Regions from separate parts of the Mus musculus genome. Here region 2 is linked to region 1. The links are chromatin contacts, called in public HiChIP or PLAC-seq maps. All regions are on one chromosome and are shown on one strand. Each heading gives the region's core, a stretch centred on a gene start, on an enhancer-like site or on the middle of the called end of the contact. The rest is flanking DNA. Distances are from core to core; before and after follow the strand shown. Region 1 overlaps Crybg3 (beta-gamma crystallin domain containing 3). Region 2 holds the start of Crybg3 (beta-gamma crystallin domain containing 3).

The links. HiChIP or PLAC-seq counts read pairs in DNA pulled down with a chosen protein or histone mark.
Region 2: an H3K4me3 HiChIP or PLAC-seq map of bone marrow-derived macrophages shows a contact between it and region 1, with 3 times the contacts expected there. The contact joins the promoter of Crybg3 here to the enhancer-like site in region 1. A contact is called at or near these places in 2 of 15 datasets of contacts at CTCF or cohesin (CD8 T cells and large pre-B cells), 40 of 484 Hi-C or Micro-C datasets (B cells, the BV-2 cell line, CD8 central memory T cells and 22 more), 15 of 115 datasets of contacts at active chromatin or transcription factors (CD8 T cells, bone marrow-derived macrophages, embryonic fibroblasts and 7 more) and 4 of 9 other capture datasets (adipose tissue, embryonic stem cells, liver and 1 more).

The regions. Positions count from the first base shown.
Region 1 is chr16:59,497,664-59,502,547 of GRCm38.p6, reverse strand. The region is part of intron 19 of Crybg3 (beta-gamma crystallin domain containing 3); the gene reads left to right. Among named protein-coding and RNA genes, the nearest start is that of Riox2, 28 kb to the right of the region's middle. Within about 2 kb of position 2,892, at least 5 of the 459 cell types and tissues checked have an H3K27ac peak or open chromatin away from gene starts, as enhancers often do. A contact at or near this core is called in bone marrow-derived macrophages and kidney, where this site is marked.
Region 2 is chr16:59,598,297-59,603,180 of GRCm38.p6, reverse strand. It overlaps Crybg3 (beta-gamma crystallin domain containing 3), which reads left to right and starts at 2,134. Exons shown (of 22, transcript NM_174848.4): 1 at 2,134-2,436. The coding sequence starts at 2,288.

The DNA.
Region 1 (4,884 bases), core at 1,643-4,142:
CTCTGGGTAGAATGTTTTCTCATTTGCCAAACTAGTTCCTAAATATCCTTTTAATTCAATGTGCCAGGTCCTCTTAGATGCCTGCTCAGTCTCTTTTGTCTAGATTAAAACCCTAAAAGACTTGATTATTTTTATTTTATTTTATTTTTTACTACATGACATGGTATGTAGCTTACAAGCACATAGGTTCAGATGAGTTGGGCTCATTCCTACTATTTTGGAAAGCACTTTTGAGAAGTGGAAGTGCCTGTGTTGTTTGCTTACTGTTCTATCTTTGGTACCTGTCACAAAGGCAAGGACTCAGGGGCTCAAACTGTTTGTTCAATAAAGGAATAATGGATGTGTAGTGTTCTCTAAGATACAGTAGATGCTAGGACAGAAATCATCAGTTCCTTAGTTGAACTGTAATTTTTAATTAAACTCAAAGCTGACATAGTTGATCCCCAGCACCCACATTAAAAGCCAGACATAAAGTGCATATGTGTAATTCCATCAAGAGGGAAGTAGGGCACTGAGGGTCTTCTGGCCAGCTTCCCTGGAACAGCTGGGAAGTTCCAGGCAAGTGAAAAGACCCTGCCTTAAATGTAGGTGTGACCCAAAATATACCTCTTACTTCCACATGGATATAAATATGCATACATGTGAGCCCCCAACATCACACAAAACTGGAACATAAAACAACATACGATTATCAAAAGCCTTAGGTAGTGTGTGACACCAAGAAGGGAGGTGGTACACGTAGACCTTGAAAAGTTCCCCAGGCAGGCCACTTATGTAATGGGTGGCAGAAGAGCTATCTACCTGTGCTCTTTTTTTTTTTAATTAACTCTTTACACTCCATATTTTATCCCCTCCCCCATCTACCCCCCCCCCCCCCCGCTGTTCCACATCCCAAACCTCCTCCCCACACCCATTTCCACATGGATGTCCCCACTCCTCCCACTCCACCTGACCTCTAAACTTCCTAGGTCCTCCAGTCTCTTGAGGGTTAGGTGCATCATCTCTGAATGAACACAGGCCTGGCAGTCCTCTACTGTATGTGTTTTGGGGACCTCATATCAGCTGGTCTATGCTGCCTGTTTGGTGGTCCAGTGTTTGAGAGATCTCGGGGTCCAGTTTAATTGAGACTGCTGATTCTCCTACAGGATCGCCCTTCTCCTCAGCTTCTTTCAGCCTCCCCTAATTCAAAAAGGGGTTGGGTGCAAATACCTGCGTCTGACTCTTTCAGCTGCTTGCTGGATCTTTCATAGGGCAGTCATGATAGGATTCTTTTTGTGAGTGTTCCATAGCCTCGCTAATAGTGTCAGGCCTTGGGGACCTCCCCTTGAGATGGATCCACTTTGGGCTTGTTGCTAGACCTTCTTTTCCTCAGACTCCTCTCCATTTCTGTCCCTGTAATTCTTTCAGACAGGAACAGTTATGGGTCAGAGTTGTGAATGTAGGATGGTAAACCCATCCCTCACTTGATTTCCTGTCTTGCTGCTGGAGGTGAGCTCTATAAGTTCCCTCTCCCTACTGCCGGGCATTTAATCTAAGGTCCCTTTGAGTCCCGAGAGTCTCTCACCTCCCAAGTCACTGGTGCATTCTGGAGGGTCCCCCCAACCTCCTATCTACCTAGGTTGCGTGTTTCCATTCCTCCTTCTGGCCCTCAGGGCTTCAGTCCTTTTCTCTCACCCAGATTAGGTTCCCCCTACAAACACACACTTGGGATTGCTTTCTTCCCCCTTCCAAGTGGGACTGAGGCGTCCTCCCTTGGGCACTTCAGCTTGATCTTTTTGGGTTCTGTGGACTGTATCTTGGGTATTATGCACTTTTGTTTTGTTTTTGCTAACATCCACTAACTAGTGAGTCTGAGTTACTACACTCAGGATGATATTTGCTAGTTCCATCAATTTGCCTGCAAAACTCAGGATGTCCTTGTTCTTAATAGCTGAGAAGTGTTCGATTGTGTAAACAAACCACATTTTCTGTATCCATTCTTCTGTCTTGGGACATCTGGGTTGTTTCCAGCTTCTGGCTATCACAAATAAGGCCGCTGTGAACATAGTGGAACATGTGCCCCTGTGGCATGGTGGGGCATCTTTTGGGTATATCCCTAAGAGTGGTATAGCTGGGTCTTCATGCAGATCTATTTCCAATTTTCTGAGGAACCTCCAGATTGATTTCCAGAGTGGTTGTAACAGAGTGCCATCCCACCACCAATGGAGGAGTCTTTTTCCACATCCTCTCCAACATGTGCTGTTACCTGTGGTTTTGATCTTAGCCATTCTGATTGGTCGTTTTGAATCTCAGGGTCGTTTTGATTTGCATTTCTCTGATCACTAAGGACTTTGAACATGGTGCTTCTCAGCCATTCAGGATTCCTCAGTTGTGAAATCTCTGTTTAGTTCTATACCCCATTTTCTGATTGGGTTGTTAGGTTTTGGTTGCCAGTCTGGAACACTGCTTCACTTGACTCTCACAGTACTGCTGAGGTAAGGATTATTATTGGATGCCAAACAGTTTGACAAAGACAACCCAACTGTTAGGACCGTAATTTGAGCCCAGATCATTTATATACCAGATTTTTAAGCACATGGACTCTTCGATAGTAAGATCATCATTTGCAGAGTTCTCCCATGGACTCCAGGGAGTAAGCAGTAAGTTCAGTAGATCCAGGAGTTGAGCCTCTAATCAACCTCAGTGTTTGATAGTTACCAAACTCTTGCCATGTCCTTTGATACCGTCTCAGGTTTTGACACTTCAAACCATAGCTGTTTGCTAGCAGTGCAATTTTGATCCGTCACCCCAGGTTCCACATTGGGAAAGCTATTATCATCTCTGTGAATATGGAGTAGCATATGGATGCATACTGACCTTGTATCAACTGTGGTACCACATTGACTTTGAAAGCTTATTAGTTACTCACCATACTCTGGGAGAGAGCCAGAGACATTCTGCTTAAGGACCCCAAAACAGTAGTGATTTGTTGATATACTAATGTTCCAGGATGCCCCTCATTCCCAGTTCATGGGATAAGGGGTATTCGAAGTAAATAGTCACAGGGAAAAGAAAGGTAGAAGTGGGAAGTCATGTTTAGCTTTTAAAGACTAGCTAATAACATGAATGCAATGTTCCAAAAACCATAGTAGCCACTGTGACAATGTTCCTGTTTTGGCTTCCTCTGCTGGCTTCTTTCCAACCAAGGGCCTAATGCATGGTATGCCTCTACCACTGAGTTAGATCCCCAGTCATCTCATTTTTGAGTTTCTCTGCTGGACATGGAGATCCATTTCCAGTGTTCCAGGTCCTGTGATCAAGAATGCTTAGAATACCCGCTTTCTTTTACAAGCAAGTCCCTTTTGCATAACTTTAATGACCCGTCCAGCAGGTCCAGTTATTCAAGGGTCTCGAGGGGACCTCCTCCTAATAACCAAATGGGGGGGGGTAGAGAGAGATGAGGGCCTTGTGCGAATAACAACACGGAAACCATTCTGGAATGCATCAAAGCCCCAAATGTGTTAGCCAGGCCCGAGGTTTAAATGCACAAGAAAAGGGGGAAGTGCCTTTCAGCAGGAGGAATGGGGCAGAGGAAATGCACCTCAGCAGGAGGGATGGGGCAGCGGAAAGAGAGAAAGTACTTCTCAGTAGAAGGGATGGGGCAGCGGAAATTTTTCTTTTGGCGACTACACAGGGAAGCAGGAACTTGGTGGTATCAGGGTACATCTTGAGGTCAGGATATCCGGTGCTGACTTTCTCGGAGCAGTGCGTCTGGTGGCCCGCTTTTGACCCCCTTTTCTTCTGGGGGGCGGGGGGAGGCCCAATTCAGAGATCAGGACAATAGCGTTGCCTTAATAGCTCCCAACACTTTAATATAAAATATAACTACATCATTTCCTGTCTTTTCTGTCCTCTATGCAACCCTTCTCATTTGGAAGCTCCTTACTCCTTTTTAAATTCATGGCCTCTTTTAATTTTTGTTATACTCACACGTGTGTGCATACACACACTGTCATGCCTTTGGTGCCATCATTATTCAATGCATTTCTTCTGTGATATCCTCCATCTGCTGCAGGGAGAAGCTTCCTTGGGGAGGGATGAGAGCTAGTTATCTGTGTGTTGAAGTGTTTAGAAAGCAGTCAGGATTGTGCTGGGTTAGTGAAGTAGTAGTAGTGCATTTCCCTCTGAAGACCCATGACCGCTATAGGTCTGGCTAGCTTTCCAGTGGTTTCCCATGGTTTCCCTCTTGTTAAATGTGCTTTACGTCCAGCTAGAAAGCTATTGGTCATTGTCAAGGCAAGGTGGCCATGCTGGCTAATGTGACTTAGATCTGGGTAGGACTGTTGATTACTGCCCTCCATTGGCAGTTTGCATAGCATTTTCTGGCACTCTGAATGCTGGTCCAAGGGGAGGTTTTCAGGTTAAATCCAGTTCAGACTTTCTGAGTCCTGTGTCCAAAGTACATGGGTATCTTCAGCCATGGGTCTTAAAGTTCAGCCTCTCAAATTCTTCCTGGCATTCCTCAAATTCTTACATGCCAGTAACAACTATTGTGACTTAAGTTAATTTCAAGTAATGTTTTAGATTATTTCCCCCATTGTTTAATTAGGCCACAGCTTTAAAACCCAACAAAAGAATTCTCAGTTTTGAAAACAGTAGTTTGTTACTCCATGTAAATTTGGTACAGGACTGGTGCTGCTCTAATTCTTTCCCTTGTTGAGGAACCAGGAAATAATCAAAACATGATCCTCCTTGAGGCTGGGAATACAGAGTCACTAAGGCACTTATAATGCATGTCAGTGATTTCTAAGTGTAATTACAGAGCCATCAGACTACAAATGGCAATAAGGGTAATTAGTACCTTGCTTGGTCTTATTGATTAAAACTGTGCTATTTAGTACTAAA
Region 2 (4,884 bases), core at 885-3,384, 100 kb before region 1:
TGTGTATTCATGTCTCAACAGAACCTCTGGTCTTGTATCTTGGGTGTAAACCTGGATGAGTTGCGCAATGAACAAGGTGGAATTTAAGCAATAACTGAACTATCCTCCGAAGAGGAGCAGCTTAAAACAACATAAATATTTTCCCAAGAAGATCAAAGCCATTGGAGTCTCCATTCACCAGACCTCAGTGTGAGCCAAAGAACTCTAGAACCTACGAACTCCGGACATAGGATAGAGGAAGAGTCCTGTGGTCCCAATCCACTTAGCTTTAAAGAAGAAATTACGTTGACAGTCGTCTAAGAACACGTGACCATCCAGTCACTGCGCACACTGGAAAAGGCAGTACCAGTGAAGTGTCTTCAAACGTGAACTTCGGCAGGGCGGTGGTGGTGCACGCCTTTAATCCTAGCACTTGGGAGGCAGAGGCAGGCGGATTTCTGAGTTCAAGGCCAGCCTGGTCTACATGAGTCCAGGACAGCCAGGACTATACTGAGAAACCCTGTCTCGAAAAAAAACCCCAAAAACAACAAACAAACAAAAAACCCATGAACTTCGTCAGCTTTATGGAAAGAATGCTCCTGCCTCAGCCACTTACCAAATGTCTGGATGAAAACTGAATTTGAAATGAAGCGAAGTTGAGTGCATAAAATTAGTATCTCTGAGATGTTTCCAACTGAAATTTGAAAGTGCTTTCACAGATTTCATAACAAAATCCTAGAATCTAGGATTCAAGAACCTGCTATTGTATGTCAAGACTCTAGGGTACAGGAAATCTAAAAATCTAAGTATTGGAAAAGCAAACATTCAATACCAAGAACTTTCCATGCCGTGAGCCTAATACTTCTGCATATACCTAGGAGACCAGTTGTAAAGAAACATTAATACGTGGACTACTATAACATTTTCCTATCAGCTAATTGAGAGAAATAGTATTATTGAAAATCAGAATTTGCCTCATAATCTTATTGACGCCCAGACACTTTTATCCCCAGACAGACTCCTTGCCTGGACCCTCTGTGCCAACACTGAGGTGTAGGACCACTTTTTGTCACAGGGCAACAGGGGGAGGCAACTGCTAGTCAGCTAACATTGCGTTGGGGAGGCACATTATTCTCCAGGCCCTGTAGCTGCATGGAAGAATTTGCTTGTCCATCTGTATCTGATCCTAATTTTTTTCTTACTCTCATACTCCTAGTTTCAGATCCAGTTGACAGATTAAAATGCCTCAAAGGGGTAGCTGTGGGTCCGCGGGAAGGCTCCTTAACCGGCACTATGATTCCTTGGGGCCGACAGGTAGACGTTCAACCTCCTCACTTCTCCAGCCAGCCACAGACAGCTATCACCCTATTTTCATGTGATTTGCCCACATAACATTTTTAGTTACTAAATGTCCCACTGTTATCTTGAACTTCATACCTCTGGAGTTTGACTTCAGACAAACTATAACAATACACCTGGGGCGAATATGGCTCTGTGTGCTTTCTCTGTTAGCAGCTCCGCTGTATAAAGTCATTTTTATCATAACCAGATATTCGTTTTAAACTAATGTTAAGGGCCTTTGGCGTTCCAGAATACAGGAGTATCTGCGCAACAACCAAATATTTGTTTCAGCATTTTTCTAGTTTGAGTCATACCTGAATCAGATTTGGTTTTGTGATCAGGGACGGTTTTTTTGAAAAAGGATTCTGGGAGTGGCCCACAGGTGAAGGGTGAGCGCTAAAACACACCTGGGTTGGTGGCTCCTCATCTGAGCCAGCTGAAGCAGAAACAAGGTGCTGACAGCAGGACAGATGGGACCTACCCTTGCAGGCTGAAACTGTCTTTAGAAAGGCTGTGCTCAGGTTCCAGGCTGCAGGGCACGCGGGTGCTGCTTCTTGCCAGGTGTTTCCCCAGACTTTAATTGATTACCCTGTTTTAAAACAGCCCTAACTCGGGAAAGGGAAGCAAAGCATTTACAGTTGACTGTTGGCCAAGCCAAGTGGGCTGCGGGCTGGGCTGGTTTGGGCGGGAAGCCGGAGCCTAGCATCCCCAGGCTGCTCCTCCCGGATCTGCACGCTGTGGCCGACAGGGCGGTCGCGGCCACTGGCTCCTCCCGGGGGCGGGCAGCTCCGGGCGCGGGCGGGAGGAGGAGCCGCACGGGGAGCGCTCGTGCCGGCCGGGCTGGAGGAGCCGCGCCGGCGGCCCGGGCCGACTCTCGCTGCGCTCAGCGAGCCAGGGCTGCGGCCACCCTCGCTCCGGCCAGCGGCTCGTCGGGGCCCGCGGACGGCGCGGCCGAGCCGGTGGGGAGATGTCCGGCGGCCGCAGGAGGGGCAGCGCCCCCTGGCACAGCTTCTCTCGGTTCTTCGCTCCGCGGAACCCTTCTCGGGACAAGGAAGAGGAAGAGGAGGAGAAGCCGGGGACCGGCCAGCCGGCGGGAGTGAGCCGGAGTGCAGCCAGGTGGGAGCCGCGGGGGCGCCGTGCGCGCCTTCCTCCGCCGCTCGGGTTTCCTCCGGTCCCGCCCTGGGTGGCTTAGATCTGGGGAAGTTCTTGCTCCCGGCCGGTGGCTTTTCCCGCCGCCATCGGGGGCTCCCGGCTCTGTCCCCTCCACTCCGGGAGGCTCTGAAGCTGCCGAGGGAATCTCGCGCCCCTCCGCGTCGTGCTTTGCCATCTTAAGGTTTTCTCGAAGTGATTCCTAAAAGAGTTGCAATCAGAGCTTTCTGAGACGACATCCAGAATCTGAAGTCTTCGCCAGATTTGTTTACAGTTTAAATGTTGCCGCCCTTCCTCCTTTCTCTCTGTCTCTCTCACTGGGGACATCTGACGGAAGCGCTCCGATTTGGGGAACCAGGGCCGGAGCTGAGAGCTGGCTCAGTTTAATGATTAGTATGTGCACTCTTGCACTCTTTCCATAATCATTTTTCCTCTACTCCTGCTGCTTTAAAGATTGACATTTTAAAAATTCGTCTCATTAAAATGCCCGTTTTTAAATTTCCTTATCAACCCTAAAGGAGAGGTGGTTTCGCTTCTTTCTCCTTTTTTTTTTTTTTTTTTTTTGAGAAGTGAAGCCAACTTCACTTGCACCAGAAGAACCTGTAACCCATGTCCTTGGAAGGTTGCCCTCTAGAGAGCTATATTTACCTCAGACTAAAGACTTGCTGATGGACTTCAAAGAAAAATGGATCGGAAACAACTGACGCTTCTAGTTCCATTACTATTTAGGGTTTGTGATTTGTTGTTAGCCCTTCGTTCTCCTTGCTTTTCCTAATTGTGAATCATTTCCAGTGTAATCACCTGTTAGCATAATACGTCTTTCCAAGAAATGACCAATTATAATTGACTGGTTATTCTACTAGGAAGTTTCAGATACTTTTGGCCTGGTTGTTGATGCTTTTAACATTCGAAGTTTCCCCGTCCTTAATGGTAGTTCTGAAATCTGGGAGGTCTCACCTGTCGTGGCTCTAATGTGGCTCTAACGTTGTCCCTAACAGTCCCCTGTGATCTGAAAGCAGTAGACTCAGCGCCCTTTGGAAACTTGAGAGTGGTGGAATGGAGTAAGCAGGCCAGCTCCTATCAGCATTGTCCTGAAATCCTGCCTGTTCCCCTGGCCTATTTGCCCTTTTAAGGCAGGCACTCCTCCATTCTGAACTCTTTCTGCACCGGGCTGACTAATCCAGCAGCTAGATAGATCCTTTTCACCTACCCCTTTCTGTCTCTCCTCACCACTGATAGGCCCTGGCTATGGCTTTTCACGATGCGGTTTTAATTATGCTTACGCGAGCACTAATTTTGTTCTCATCTGTTTTAGAACTGGCCAGATGTTAAGGGGATTGCAGATAATCCCTCGTGTGTGTGTGTGTGTGTGTGTGTGTGTGTGTGTGTTTAGCTGTTTTATAGGAGCTTAAATCTTTCTTTTTCACAGATAGAAATAAACACAAAGCCCTTATTGAAAGCGCAAGGCAACAAATGGAACCACTCAGTAGGTCCCATCCTCCCAGTAATAGAACAATGTTGGTGGTGACAAGATTGGAAACAGACTTGGGATTTGTGCCCGTGATCCTGTTTCAAGCTGAAAGGACACACTTTGGTTGTTTCTTTTGTGGCAGTAAAACCTTTTAATGAGAGCCGGGTTGATCTTTTGCAGTCATGGTGTGACTTTGCTTGCAATAGTGGGTAGCCAAGAAAAGGTCTCCCACATAAAAAACAGTAATTACAACCTGGAACATGTCTAGTGGTCCAAAATTTAGGAATTGATTTGGCACAACTTTCCACAAGCTCGAATGATCACAATCTGTATTTTACTGTAAAAATAAAAACAAAAGCATTTTTAAAGAGAGCTGTTCAAAGTGACATTGCTACCTTTTACCTGTGCTGCAAACTGACCCTGACGTCCCTCGAGTGTGTGTGTGTGTGTGTATGTGTATGTATGTGTATGTATGTGTGTATGTGTGCATGTGTGTATGTATCAGTGTATGTGTGTGTATATATGTATGTGTGTATATGGGTGTATGTATGTACACTTATGTGTGTATATATGTGTGTATGTGTGTATATGTGTATATGTGTGTATATGTATGTGTGTGTGTGAATGTATGTGTGTGTATGTGTGTGTGTATGTATGTGTGTGTGAATGTATGTGTGTGTATATATGTGTGTGTGTGTGTGAATGCCTTGGGATGAAATGGATTTTCTCAGGCTTATGTTGCATAGGCTCCTTTCCTGCCTGAACTCATTGTGTTGGCTTACGAGTGCTTCATTACTGGGCTTACTCATGCCCAAATACAAAACAGGATACACACGGTCTTCAGAACAGAACCCCCTAGCAACTTCTTAAGAACAGAATTAAAATGAAACATACGTATTAACGAGACGAATGAGAGTCAAATTCACGGCATCGCCCCCCTCCAC